2 separate regions of the Oryctolagus cuniculus genome follow, and region 1 is linked to region 2. The links are chromatin contacts, called in public Hi-C maps. All regions are on one chromosome and are shown on one strand. Each heading gives the region's core, a stretch centred on a gene start, on an enhancer-like site or on the middle of the called end of the contact. The rest is flanking DNA. Distances are from core to core; before and after follow the strand shown.

What was found. Hi-C and Micro-C count contacts between places; a contact is called where the count stands out from the background.
Region 1: a contact with region 2 is called in a Hi-C map of psoas muscle, with 3 times the contacts expected there. The contact joins the enhancer-like site here to the promoter of AHCYL2 in region 2. A contact is called at or near these places in 3 of 6 Hi-C or Micro-C datasets (ear pinna, psoas muscle and an unstated tissue).

What each region holds. Positions count from the first base shown.
Region 1 is chr3:165,656,163-165,663,142 of mOryCun1.1, forward strand. It overlaps STRIP2 (striatin interacting protein 2), which reads left to right. Exons shown (of 23, transcript XR_007920749.2): 11 at 104-169; 12 at 840-903; 13 at 1,803-1,874; 14 at 4,710-4,784; 15 at 5,376-5,473; 16 at 5,881-6,007. Among named protein-coding and RNA genes, the nearest start is that of STRIP2, 22 kb to the left of the region's middle. Within about 2 kb of position 4,834, at least 3 of the 8 cell types and tissues checked have an H3K27ac peak or open chromatin away from gene starts, as enhancers often do. A contact at or near this core is called in ear pinna, where this site is marked.
Region 2 is chr3:165,402,418-165,409,199 of mOryCun1.1, forward strand. AHCYL2 (adenosylhomocysteinase like 2) reads left to right here and starts at 3,376. Exons shown (of 17, transcript XM_008258210.4): 1 at 3,376-3,828. The coding sequence starts at 3,442.

The DNA of each region.
Region 1 (6,980 bases), core at 3,584-6,083, 260 kb after region 2:
TCTCCCCCATGGCTCCGGCCTTCCAACTGGAGCACAGGAGCCCAGCGAGGCTCTAAGGTGTGCTTTCTTCCCTTCTCGGGCTGACCTCTTGTCACCCTCTCAGGCAGAAGGACATCGAGCACTTCTTGGAGATGAGCAGGAACAAGTTCATCGGATTCACCCTGGGGCAGTAAGTGACTGATGGTCGGGGCTGGCTGTGGAGTGGCTCCTGGGGCCAGGGGACCAGGTAGCGTGGAGTGAGGCAGGTTGCCTGGGAGTCATACTGCGGCCCAGAGCAGCTGGACAAAGGGCGACTCCCAGTGAGTACTTCAGGTTCTTTCCATGGAGTTTTTTCCTTGGGTTTCTTTCAGTTTCCTCAAAGAACTTCTGTGTTCTGAGCCAGATATAAGACCTTGAGCATAGGAAATTTCCCTTTGGGGTTTCAATATCTTCCTGACCTAACCTTCAGGGCCCTTCCTGCTCTAATGGGGTAAAATTCTGTGAATAAGGCACATGGTGGGAACCGCTCAGTCTTCTCCCATTTCTTGGCCCTCGTGAGTCCTTCCCACTGGCCACTACAAAACTGAGAGGGTTGTGTTTCTGGGATTTAACTATCACTGAGCCACACCACTTTTAGGTGGGAACCTACCACTCCCAGACTAAGTGAATCTCCTAGTTTTCATAAACACTTCAGTGTGCCATGGTTCTTTCTGTGTCCTGAAGTGATGCTGGGGGACCCAGAAGCTTGCAGAATACCAGGGTGTAGATGTGAAAGTGGCACGGCCCGTGTCACCCCAGAGGGTATGAGTAGTTCTCTGTACTTTGAAAGCTCATGATCTGGTGTGTCTGGCCTTTCACAGGGACACAGATACCTTGGTTGGATTACCCAGACCCATCCATGAGAGTGTGAAGACCCTTAAACAGGTGACCAGTCGGGCTCTCGGGGCTAGGGAGCCATCAAGCTGAGTCAGATTGTCAGGGGTCCTGGAAGCTGGGTGGAACTCTCCTGACAGATTCATTCTGTACCTCCTACAAATTCCCCTGCAGGCCTTCTGGCCAAACCGGAAAAATAAAACCTCTCCCTAACTACCCAGTTTCTCACATTCAGACAGATGGACTTCTTTCTTCTCATTCCCTTTCTGCCTTCCCATCCTTCTCTTTCCCCCCACCTGTCTCCCTCGAAGGCCCACAAACTCCCCAAGGCCCGGATTGCGCAGACAACTCCTCAGCATCCACTGTGTGTGTGGATACAAAGTGTGGGTTCATCACACCACACATACATCAGAACCCTCAGGGCAGGGCTGGGCATTCGGCCTTCGAGACCCACCTCCGCACCTGACTCCAGCTTCCGGCTAATGCAGACACCAGCAGGCACCAGTGATGGCTCAAATAGTTGGGCCCCTGCCACCCACATGGGAGACCTAGATTGGGGTCCCAGCTCCCAGCTTCTACCCTCTGGCTAGTTCAGGCACTTGAGGAGTGACGCAACAGATGGAGGAGCTCTTTCTTTCTCTGTTTTCTGCCTCTCAAATAAATAAATATCCTCTTAGGGCAGGGACATGGGCCTGTGGTTGGTTTCTACTTTGTGTAAAGGTAAATGCTATAAAGGTATTTGCTGCTGTTCAGTAATTATGGAAACAGGGAATAAACAGCAACAGTGCTCATGCGGGGGTAAATAGGACTCCTGTCCTCAAAGAGTTCATGTCCATTTGGGGTGGCAAACCATAATCAGAACATTTTCTTGTCGGTGATGAAGTTAAGTAAGGCCTGGTGCACATGTGGCTGAGGCCCTAAGCCCTTGTTGATCTTCTCATCTTCCCCAGCACAAGTATATCTCCATCGCAGACGTGCAGATCAAGAACGAAGAGGAGCTGGAGAAATGCCCCATGTCTTTGGTGAGCCTTGGGCTCCTGCACAGGAGGACAGCAGGAGGAACTCTGTCTGGTGCTGCCCCAGAGCTGTGTGCATGTGCTCATTCAGTGTATTGGCTCTACCTGAGTGCCAGACAAGACAAGGTCCTGGCTTCCACAATATATTAAAGTTAGGGAAGAAAGACAGTAAACAAATAGGCAACCCAAAGACTATCAGTTAATGCTAAGTACAATGAATGCAATGTAAATAGGACGACACGATAGCATCTGTAGACTACCTTAGGTTGGGCACTCAAAGTAGGTAGACCTCTGAGAAGGTGACTTTTCAGCACGATCTGAAATGTGAGAAGAAGCCAGACGTAGGAACACCGGAAGAAAGAGCCTTCCAAGCAGAGGGAACAGCAGGGAGCAGCGGGAACAGAGGGGAGCGCAAGGACAGAGTGTCTGGAGAACTGAGCTGAGGGGTGGGGTTGTGGAGGCAGAGTCAAAGACGTCACCTGAGACTTTACACAGGACCTGTAAGCAAAAGTGGGGAAGCTCAGAATTGGTTCCTGGCACACGGGAAAGCCTTTTGGGTTTTAAGCAGGGAAGCAACATGATCTGATTTATGCTTTTATTATTATTTAAAAAGTTTAATTATTTGAGATAAAGAGAGAAATATAACTCCCATCTGCTGGTTCAAGCTCCATGGCCTATAGTGGCCAGGGCCAGGCCAGGGCTGAGGCTGGGAGCCTGGAACTTAATCCACATCTCCCATGTGGGTGACAGGAATCCAAATACTGAGTTATCACTGCTGCCTCCCAGGATCTGTGTTAGCAGGAAGCTGGATCAAGAGCCAGAACCAAGAATCCGACTCAGGTTCTCTGATGTGGGATGCAGATATCTTGAGCAATGTCTTACTCACTAGGCTAAACTCCTACTCCAATTTATGTTTTTCAAAACTATTGGCTCAGGGGCCGGTGCTGTGGCATAGGGGGTTAAGCCACCACTTCCAGTGCCACCATCCTATATGGGTGCCTGTTTGAGTCCCAACTGCTCCAGTTCCCATCCAGCTCCCTACTAATGCACCTGGAAAAATCAGCAGAGGATGGCCCAAGTGCTTGGCTCCCTACACCCACTTGGGAGGCCTAGATGAAGCTTCTAGCTCCTGGATTTGGTCTGGCCCAGCTCCAGCTGTTGCTACCATTTGGGGTAGCTGATGGAAGACTTCTGTCTCTGTGTCTCCACCTCTCCTTCTCTTTAACTCCACTTTTAAAATAAATAAATAAATCTTTAGAAAACAAAAGAACAACAAAAACAAAAACCCATTGGCTGCCACGTAAAGATAGGACCAGAAAAGAGTAGAAGCAGGGAGACCAGATAGGCAGCTCTTAAAATGGTCCAGGTGAGAGATGATGGTGACCAGCACTGGGGAAGTATTTATGAACATGGAGAAAAGTGAGTGAACTTGGGCTATATTTTAGAGATCTAGCTGACAGGACTTGAAGTTCAATTGGATGTAGACAGGCAGAGAGAGGAATCCAGAGTAAGTACCCTTTGCCAAGATGGGGAGGAATATTAAGAGTTCTGTTTTCATCATACTAAGCTTTAGACGCCTGTTAGCTATCCAAGAGACACTGCCAGGCAATCAAATATATAGGTCTGGAGTCCTAGGGAGGAGGCTGTTTCTAGAAATAAATTTGAGAGTCACTGACTTACAGACCATGTGAATAGCCCTAGAACCAGCTGCGGTGACTCAAGGAAGGAGCAGAGACAGAGAAGAGCATGGAACCCTTGACAAAGCCCTGGGACAAGCCAATGTGTTGAGAGTGGGGTGAGTTAGAAAAGGAGCCAGAAACGAAGAGTAAGAAAAACACAAAGTGGGAGCAAACCCAGGAGACGGCGGCATAAACACTAGGTGTTTCAGTGCAGGCGTTTGGCATAGCTATAAGATGCCAGTTGGCTCAGTACCCAACCCTGCTCCTGATTCCAGCTTCCTGCCACTGTGCACCCTGGGAGGCAGCAGCCTTGGCTCAAGTCCTCGGCCATTCACACAGGAGACCCAGATTGAGTTCTGGGCTCCTAGCTCCGGGCTTCAGTCTGTATTAGCCCTGCCTCTTACAGGCATTTGGGAGTGAACCAGTGAGTGGAAGCTCTATCTCTCTGTCTCTTTGTGTACCTATATCTCTGCCTCTCAGATAAATAAGTAAAACTGAGGGGAAAAATGGCCACAGACAGTTGTGCATGGGGGGACTCGTCAGAAAAAGAAAGTGCTGTTGTTGGGGCTAATGGAAAGAAGAAGCTAGTTTGCTTCCACCTAAAAGCTTCCCTGCAAATACTCCTCCTGTCCCTCTGGGTTATAAGTCACCCTTATGAGCCTTCATTGTTGAGCCACCTACCTCTTCTTCCTGGATTACAGAGCGTTCTATAGCTCTTGGCTCCCCAGGTGGACACCGTGGAAAGTACCTCTGTGTGCAGCGTCTGTTCCAGTATCCCAGGCATACCTGTGGCCTACTTGAGCCCATGTGTGTCCAGGGTGGTCCTTCTGGCCTGTGTGTCTGTCCAGCCAAGCAGTCTTCTGACCCAGCTCTTGGGAGGAAGTTGTGACTCCTGAAAGAAATTCTGGACTCACGCCAGGGAGTGGAAAAACCGGAATCATACATTGTGAGACCCAGAAGAGCCAAGAAAGGCCATGCTGACCAGCCTGCTGATCCTACTGAAGAAGAAATTAGGACTTGGAGAGGAAGGTGACCTTTCCAAGGTCGTACAGTGAGCCATCAACAGCTCTAGGGGGAGAACCTAGGTCTGACTCGGCCCCCGTGCTCTCTGCACGCCACCCCTCACGACCTGGCCTATGCAAACCGTGTGTTTCTGCCACAGGGGGAAGAGGTGGTTCCAGAGACGCCGTGTGAAATCCTCTACCAGGGCATGCTGTACAGCCTCCCCCAGTACATGGTAAGGAGCCAGCTGGGCCACCGCAGCCCTTCTCCACTGCCAGGAGCACACAGCCGGGAGCCGTGTCAAGCTGGCTGTCCGCCCTTTGAGCTTTTCCCTGAGATTTCGCCCCTCGGCAAGGCATTCTGAGCTTTCCCCAGGGCCCCTCTGAAGGAGCTGTTCTCCCTCCTCTTTCTTTGGGAGGGGTGGACGACAAGGTGAGCCTTGTAAGGGCTGAGTTGGGGGCCCTCCTCCTAGGTAAGTGCAGAGTCCTCTGAGATCTGCCAGGGCCGCCAAGGCCTACATAGCCTCACGCTGAAAGTGGGGGCAGTGCTGCCAGTCAGGGTGGTGGGAGGAGTTGAGCTTATCCCTCCCTGTTTTTGTGCAACCTCCCCTTTGGATAGAGCAGTCTTGAAGCAGAGCAGCCTGTCAACTCCCTGTGGCTCCCTCCCTAGCCTAACAGGCAGGCCTCTCAGGACTGGGCACCTGTTTGCCCTTCTGGGTGCTGGGGAGATTTGATCCCCAAGGGAAGAACATAGGGAAAGGCTTGAAAACGCTTCCCATGGGGCTGGTGAGGTGGGGAGAACCACCGCCTCCTCTTCCGCTTCCCAGATCGCTCTGCTTAAGATTCTGCTGGCCGCAGCCCCCACCTCCAAGGCTAAGACAGACTCTATCAACATCCTGGCAGACGTCCTGCCCGAGGAGATGCCGTGAGTGCTTCCACCGGGCACTAGCTGTCTTGTCTGTCCCCGCCCCTCCTTGTGAACGCTCACGGGATCGTCCCCAGCGAGATCTCCCACTCCCCGGCAGGCCTCTCTGCTGTGCTCTTTTTAGCTGAGGACGGAGGGCCTGGAGGGCGACCTCCGTGCCAGTGACTGGCAGCCCAGGGATGTGGGTGGACACTGCCAAGGGACGAGCTTCCCCGAGGAGAGAGAGAGCAACAGAGACCAGTGGAGGTTTTCTCCAGACAGGCTTGCAGGTGGGAACTCTGCAGGTTTCCCTAGCACAGAAGTTCAGGTTCCTCCCGCTTGTACTGCTTCTGACCCAAGGACGTGGGTCATCGTGGGCCTCCCTTTAAGATCATCCTCTCCACCGATGCCTCCTCTCCCCACTGCAGCATCACTGTTGTACAGAGCATGAAGCTGGGCATTGATGTGAACAGACACAAAGAGATCATTGTCAAGAGTATCTCTGCCCTGCTCCTCCTGCTTCTCAAACACTTCAAACTCAACCACATCTACCAGGTAAGCAGCCAGAAACACTCCATGGGTCTCAGGTGTTCTCCAGGCCCCGTCTCTTGGGGAGGAATGCAGGGCCCGTGAAGTCCACCGAGCATCTTTCAGCCTTGTCTTTCTAGAAGCTTGAGCTGGGGGCATGGAGTGGTGGTAGGGAGCTACGTGTAGAAAGGTATAGATGTCCATGTTCTTTGTATGTTATCCCAGCGTTATGAGTAGGGATCTTGACTTCTTGGGAATATGCCCAGGCCAGACAGAATTCTAACATTCTACAAAAAAAGAAAGGGTGGCAAAGTATGTTGACCACACTTTTCTGTGTGTGAAGCACTTTTCTGACATTTGAGATATAATTCTGAATAAGGTACAGTGCTGGCTCTTAAGGGCCTGATGTCTTGTAAAGGATACAAGTACAAAATAACCAATTTTACAATTATAGAGTGATAAATGCTGTCATGCAGTTGGGGCCGGCCCAGGCCAAAGCCAGGGGCCCAGAACTCCATCCGGATCTCTCTGGCATGGAGTACTTCCCAAACGCATTACCAGGGCACTGGATTGGCAGCAGAGTAGCCAGGTCCTGAACCAGCACTCCAACATGGGATGCAGGCATCACAAACAGCAGCGTAAGCCACTGCACCACAGTTCTTCCCCGTGATAGAAACACCGAATCTAGCTTGAAGCAGAGAAGAGATGACTTCTAACCAGAGTCCTAGAGAAACATATTAGCCAGGATGTGGGAGTTTCAGGGGAGGAGACCAGGAAGCATTTCAAGCAGAAAAGCTAGTTACATGGAAGTCCAGAGGGGAGAGAGCAAAGTGCCTTTGCAGACGGCAATTAACTGTTTCTGGAGTTCTGCCTGGCACGGGGAGAGACGGGAACGGCCTGGTAGTCCATGGCAAGGAACAGATCAAGGTATTTCTGATAGCACACAATTACTGAGCCCTTCTGTGCTCTATCATCTCCATGAGGTAGGTCTTACGTCATC
Region 2 (6,782 bases), core at 2,126-4,625:
ATGCCAGGGTCTGTAGGGTTTGCAGGCCTTGTCTTCCAGCTTCTTGAACTGATTCAAAAACATTTTAGGGGCCAGCGCTGTGGCCTTGCGGGTGGGGTCACTGCGTGCAGTGCCAGCATCCCATATGGGTGCCTGTTCAAGTCCTGGCAGCTCCACTTCCCATCCGACTCTCTGCTGGGGCCTGGGAAAGCAGTAGAAGATGGCTTAAGTCCTTGGGCCCCTGCTCCTGCATGGGAGATCCAGAAGAAGCTCCTGGCTCCTGGTTTTGGATTGGCGTAGTTCCAGCCATTGTGCCCATCTGGGGAGTGAACCAGCAGATGGAAGATCTCTCTCTCTCTCTCTCTGCCTCTGTGTAACTCTGCCCATCAAATAAATAAATAAATAAATATTAAAAAACATTTTAATATTGGGGGCCTGCTCTGTGGCACAGCAGGTACCTGCATCACCTATCACCATGCTGCTTTGAGTCCCAGCAGCTCCACTTCTGATCCAGCTTCTTGCTAATGCTCTTGGGAAGGCAGCAGAAGATGGTTCACCTCCTTGCCCCCTGCCATGCATGTGGGACACAGGATGGAATTCCTGGCTCTTGGCTTCGACCTGGCCCAGCACCGGCCATTGCGGCACTGCAGCCATTTGGGGAGTGAACCATGGATGGAAGAGCTTTCTTCTTTCCCTCTCTCTGTAATTCTGCCCTTCAAATAAACAAAATAAATCTTTTAAAAATTCATCTTTCTGATCCTGCAGCTTTTTAAAGATTTATTTATTTGCTTGAGAGGCAGAATTACAGAGAGAGAAGAAGAAGAGACAGAGACCTTTCACCTGCTGGTTTACTCCCCAAATGGCTGCAATGGGCCAGAGCTGGGCCAATCCGAAGCCAGGAGCCAGGAGCTTCTTCCAGGTCTCCCACGTGGGTGCAGGGGCCCAAGGACTTGGGTCATCTACTGCTTTCCCAGGCCATAGCAGGGAGGTGGATCGGAAGAGGAATAGCTGGGACTAGAATCAGCACCCATATGATATGCTGGCACTGCAGGTGGCGGCTTTACCTGCTACATCACAGTGCTGGCCCCTCATTGTTCATTCACTCCTTGCAACAGCATGTTCTTCAAGATACAGTATCTTAAGGCTTTGAGGATGTCATGGTGTTGGTGGTGGGGGTGTCTTGCTTTCTTTATTATTTACTTGTTCTGCTATGTTGTCTCTGTCCTTCACATGGGAGATTTTCTTCATACGTCTGGTGGCTTTGCTCCGACTTAAGGGTGATGTACTTAACAGGTTCAGGAAAACCATGTGACCATGAGTATGGTGTTCACCATGGGTGCGCTGGCTAGCCTATATCCTGGGGGAGCTCTCAATGTTACTAGCTTCATTTTCCTTCTTGGACTGGCTAGATACCTCAGAGAAGTTCTCCCTGTCTACCACGGTTCTCGAAGCTGCATGAGCCAGGCGAAGGGGAAAGCTCTGTAGTGCACACTTCGCTAAGGCGTTCATAAACTTGTGCTTGACCAGCATGGTGATTTTCCTTCAGCTGTGCCTGGTGGCCCTCAGCCACAGAGATGGCAGAGGCAGCAGGTGCGTAGCGATGGAGGTGCGAATGGGGGAAGAGTATGCCTTGACAGTTGGTCCCCAGAGTGGTGGTGCCTGAATAAATAAAACACGAAGATCCGTTTCTGTGCAGTGCTCTGATCCCTTATGTTTTCTAACCACGTTCCGCTCTAGGACTAACCACCCCTTCAGGGATCACTTCTGCTGGCGCTCCAGGTGGGCAGCTGCTGCCTTCTGGGCTCCAGCACACGCCAGGTGGCTATACCACAGCTCCCTTGTGCATTAGCGGGAAGAAAGAAATCAGTTACGGGCGGCTAATCTCTGCCCCAACAGCTGGAAGATGAAGCTCGGGGCTGGATTTCTGTCACCGGCAGGACGTTCTGAAAGCCAGAACGTGAAGAGGAAGCGTCCTTGAGCTCTTGTGCTTGGGAGACTCGTGGACTTGGTAGAAATCGCAGCGCTCAGATGTCTTGGTGGGAGGCACAGATCTGACACCAGGAATGAGAGCTTCCCTTCCAACCAGGACAGCTCCACGAAGTTCACAGGTTCACAGTAGCTCAAGGGAAGGAGAGAGCCAGGCAGGGGACTTCTCTTCCTTACCAGGGGGAAAAATGGTTACTCCAAAGTCGCCTGCCTGAGTTGTCCGGGTTATTAAGGCATAAACTGTGCCTCAGTCTGAGTAACAGAGAAGCAAAAAATCCGTCTCTTCATCTGTCATCAGAGTTGATTGCAGTGTAATGTATTTTAAGAGTTATTTATATAAAATCTCATTTACTGTTCACTTTCGTCTGCTTAGATTAGTATTTTTTATCATAAGCACGTATTTATCTTATTAACAGTTCTTGGAAACTTACTTGTAGAGGTTGTAACCATTATATTTTGGACAGTTTAAAATACGTCTCTGTTATTAAAAACTGCCAATTTAAAGACTACAGAAAGGTACACACAAAGTAAAAGCTACCCAAAATCTCATCATTTGGAGAAATGACCATTCGTATGTTAATGAATATTCCTTTATGCCGACTCACGAACTTGGATTTCTGATTATTTCCTCGCAGAATTAATAGGTCAAAAGATGTGGCCTCATTTAAGGAGACCCGCGAATTCCTCAGCCTTCGAAGTTGTCAGCTTGGAGACCCGAAATGTGCCCGAAGTCACCAAAGCACACAAGGTCCTGTCTTATTCGTTCTGAAAACAAAGGCATTAAAGTTTGCAAAGGCATCAGGGAAAGAAAGGAAAACCTAGCCACTTCCACCCGGGCAGAGCCCTCCTCCCGTGACGCCGCCGCTCTGCCTTGAAACACCGGCTCACGTGGCCGCAGACGCGCGCGCACTCGGAGGACAGTCACGCCGGCCGGGTAGCGCGCCCTTCCTCCCCCACTTTCCCTGAGGCTTCTGGCGTTCCTGGCCCGGAAGCCACAACTCCTCTGCAGACTTTCTCGTCTTCATCCCCACTGGAGAGTCTCCTATCCCCACTCCCCTCCCCTAGCCGCCCGCCCTAGGCCCAGGAGTTCCCTCTCCCAGGCGTCCTGGAGCAAAGGCCGGAAGGGACTACAACTCCCAGGGGGCCGCGAAGCCACGCCCCCGCAGCGCGCGGTGCAGGTCGGGGGCTGAGGTCCCTCAGTGTCCTCGCCGGGCGCCGTCCCGAGCAAGCGCACTACAGGTTCCGAGGCGCCTCGCGCGCCAGCCGGACCGGACGGGGGCGGGGCGGGGAGGGGCGGGGCTGGAGAAGCCGGGGCTGGCGGGCGGGCGGGCAGGCGGGCGGAGGAAGGGGGTGGGAGCGGAGGCGATGGAGGGGAGGAGTGGGGGAATGGGGGAGGGAAGGGGAAGGGAGGTGGGAGGCGGGGCCGAGCCGGAGCTGGAGCTGGAGTCAGAGCCGGCGGTTGCAGCGGAGGCGGTGATGTCGGTGCAGGTTGTGTCAGCGGCGGCGGCGGCAGCAGCCAAGGTGCCTGAGGTGGAGCTGAAGGACCTGAGTCCGTCCGAGGCGGAGCCGCAGCTAGGACTGAGCGCCGCGGCCGTGGGCGCCATGGTCCCCCCAGCGGGCGGCGGAGACCCCGAGGCTCCAGCTCCTGCCGCGGAGCGGCCCCCGGCCCCCGGCCCGGGCTCGGGGCCCGCCGCCGCCGCCGCCGCCGCCGCGGCTCTCAGCCCTGCCGCCGGGAAGGTGCCTCAGGCGTCGGCCATGAAGCGGAGCGACCCGCATCACCAGCACCAGCGGCACCGCGACGGCGGCGAGGCCCTGGTCAGCCCCGACGGCACCGTCACCGAGGCGCCGCGCACGGTCAAGAAGGTATTGGGGCCGGGCTGCCTCTCGAGGAGAGGGAGGGAGGAGCGGGAGCCGCGGGTCGTCCGGCGCCGCGGCGGCCCCTCCACGCCCTCCCTTCCGATCGCGGGAGCAGAGCGCCTGCCCCTGCAGCCCCGAGTGTCGGGGGTGCGGCCGCCCGGCCTCCGGGCGGCTCGGCCGCACTTGGCTCCGAGTAACATGGAGGGAGCGCTCCGCTACTACTTGCAATAGGCGGGGTGGGAGAGAGGCGCCCCTCGCACCCCCTGACTCGGGCGTGGGGACCCTCCCAGCCATCGGGGTGCAGGGATCGTCTCTGGAGAGCTCGCATGGCAAGCCTGGGAGTTGTGTGGTCCCCCCACGCCCCGGCCGGCCGCGTCCGGAGAGCAGCCGTGCCCTTGCTTCCCAGCTCGCGTGGAAGCCTCACGTCTTTGAATGTAAAGGCGCAGGAGGGATTCTCCTTACTCTTTTTTTTTCCCCCTGAAAAGGTTTGTCCTCCCTGCTCTGTCGTTGGCCACCAGGATTGCTTCCTTGGCTCCTTTATTATCATCTGAAAGTGTTAGGAAGAAATGCTGCCTTGGGGGGCGGGGTGGGGGCAGTCATTGTGAGGCTTTCTGTCTGAGCTGTCAGCTTCTTGCACCGTGTGGAGGGCGCCTCGGAACTGCGGGGAGCAAGTGCCCCCAGGTGTACCACGCCCCTGGGCTACCAGTCCGCGAGGCTGCCCGTGGCGTGGCTGTCTTCTGTCTGGGAGCGAAATCAGCACCGACAGACAGGACAAACACTGACACAGAGACGTGGACCCTGGGAAAACGGATGGTGGCAGATTTCCTAGGCAAACTCTACACAGTGATTTGTGATTGTAATTGAAATTGATCGTATCAGAACATCAATAAAGGGATGGGAGGCTGCCTGGGGTTTACTGTGTAGCACTCGGCTGAACTGGAACCTGGGATCCGGCTAACTTTTTGTTGTTACAGCTCCGTGACAGCCCTTTCATGCCAGCCACCGTGTCAGAGGCAAGGCTGGTGGAATTCAGTAGTGCTTTAGGACAGTGTCCTTGTCACTTGCAGCGCGAAACTCCTGTGGGAAGAATTACAATAGAAAGGCAGCATGGGCACCACTGTGGGAAGCACTTGTATAATGTCTGCGAGTCTGAAGCATATTTCTGACTAGTGGAGTTGCTTTATAACTTTGGCCAAATCTTTTTCTTGTGATTAAGAGTCTTTTTGTCTACAATCTGTAATTTTATTAGATCTCTTGAGGGTAAAAGTACTTAACAGATTGCGTTTAAAGCATTGGATTAACAGCCAGGCAGACCTGTGTTCCAATCCTGTACCCTCTTCACTAGCTTTTGGGTAGTTACCAAGTCCTGCAAATCCTAGCTTCCTCTTATGTAAAATAGGATATGAAGTGAACTTGCTGCATATCAGAGGGTCTTAGGAAGTTGCAGCTATCATTCACTATAAGATTTATATTCCTCCCATTATTGCTTAAAGACAGGCCACCGTGACTTCTAAAGATACGATTCTGCAGAACGAAGTTAAAAATCACAGGCCACCACCAGAGTCTGTTTTAATTCTAGATATGCTTCTCGACTGTGTTCCTTGTCGCTGAAGCACTTTCTTGTTTTTTGTTTTTTGTTTTTTTTTTTTTTTTTTCAGCATCAAAATGTGTGTTCTGTGATTCTAGGTTTACTCAGCAGCCTCAAGGCTGTGGGAGACAGGGCTGAGCTTGCCTTACAATGTTAATTACACACATGCACACACAAACAAAACCCAGCTTCTTTGCTGAAAATTAAGTGGATGAGGCTGTGGGCAAGGAGGCAGCTGCCTTGACAAAACTAAGGGCACTGCTGAGCTGCTTTCTGGGGCGGGACCTTTAACTTTCTGCGTGTCCATTGGCTGAATGAGAACAAGATTTCTTCCCTCAAGTTGAAAGTCTCCCACCAGGGGACTGCAGTATGACATTTTGATTTGTTGAGCATTTCCTGATTTTTAGATTGTCTATTTAAGTAATCATTCTGCCCTGGACTCCCTTCTGCTTTTATTATGAGGGAGGTCTGGGGGGACTGGGACTGAAATAGCTGCCTTTGGCTCTGTAACTGGTGACTGTTGCTTTTATTTTGTAATTGTCGTGTGCAAACATTTCAGTTATATTTTCATTGATGATTTCCCTACTCTATTCATGTATCTGTCATCATTTTTCTTAGTTCTGTTACTCTGCTCAGTGACACATGGGAAATAAACCTTTCTTGAAGAACCAGAATTCCCAAGTGCTTTGGTTGATGAGAATAAATGTATGATTGACAGGTTACTCAGACACCTTTGGTACCTGTCTCCATCCCGTTAGCTTAGGGGGCTCTGGGTGTCAGATGTTGTCATTGCAGCTTTGAAACAGGATAGTCATTCAAAAAGTTAGTGGAAGAGCCCGTGTGGCGTAGTGGGTAAAGGTGCCATCTGTGGTGCTGGCATCCCAAATGGGTGCCAGTTTGAGTCCTGGATGCTCCACTTCTGATCCAGCTCCCTGCTGATGAGCCTGGAAAATCAGCAGAGGGTGGCCCAAATGCTTGGGCCCCTGCCCCCATGAGGGAGACCCTGAGGACGTTCCTGGCTTCTGGCCTTGGCCTGGCCTAACTCCAGCCGTTGTAGCCATTTGGGGAATAAACCAGTGGATTGAAGATCTCTCTCTCTCTCCTCTTTCTCTGTAACTCTGCCTTTCAAATTAATTAATTTAAAAAAAAAGTTTGTGGAAAAATGGAATTTATTAAAGTTTATTTTAGTGCAAAAATTTTGAAATCCATGCTTAATTTTTTTGTAATACACATTTTCATGAACTCTTTGAAGACTTCCCATGTTTATACATGTTGTTCATAAACTCACATTAAGTGAGCCTGTGAAACCAAGAATCTGTAAAATGTCATATGCGAAATGGGAAGATAAGTTTCACAGTGAATGCAGTAGCAG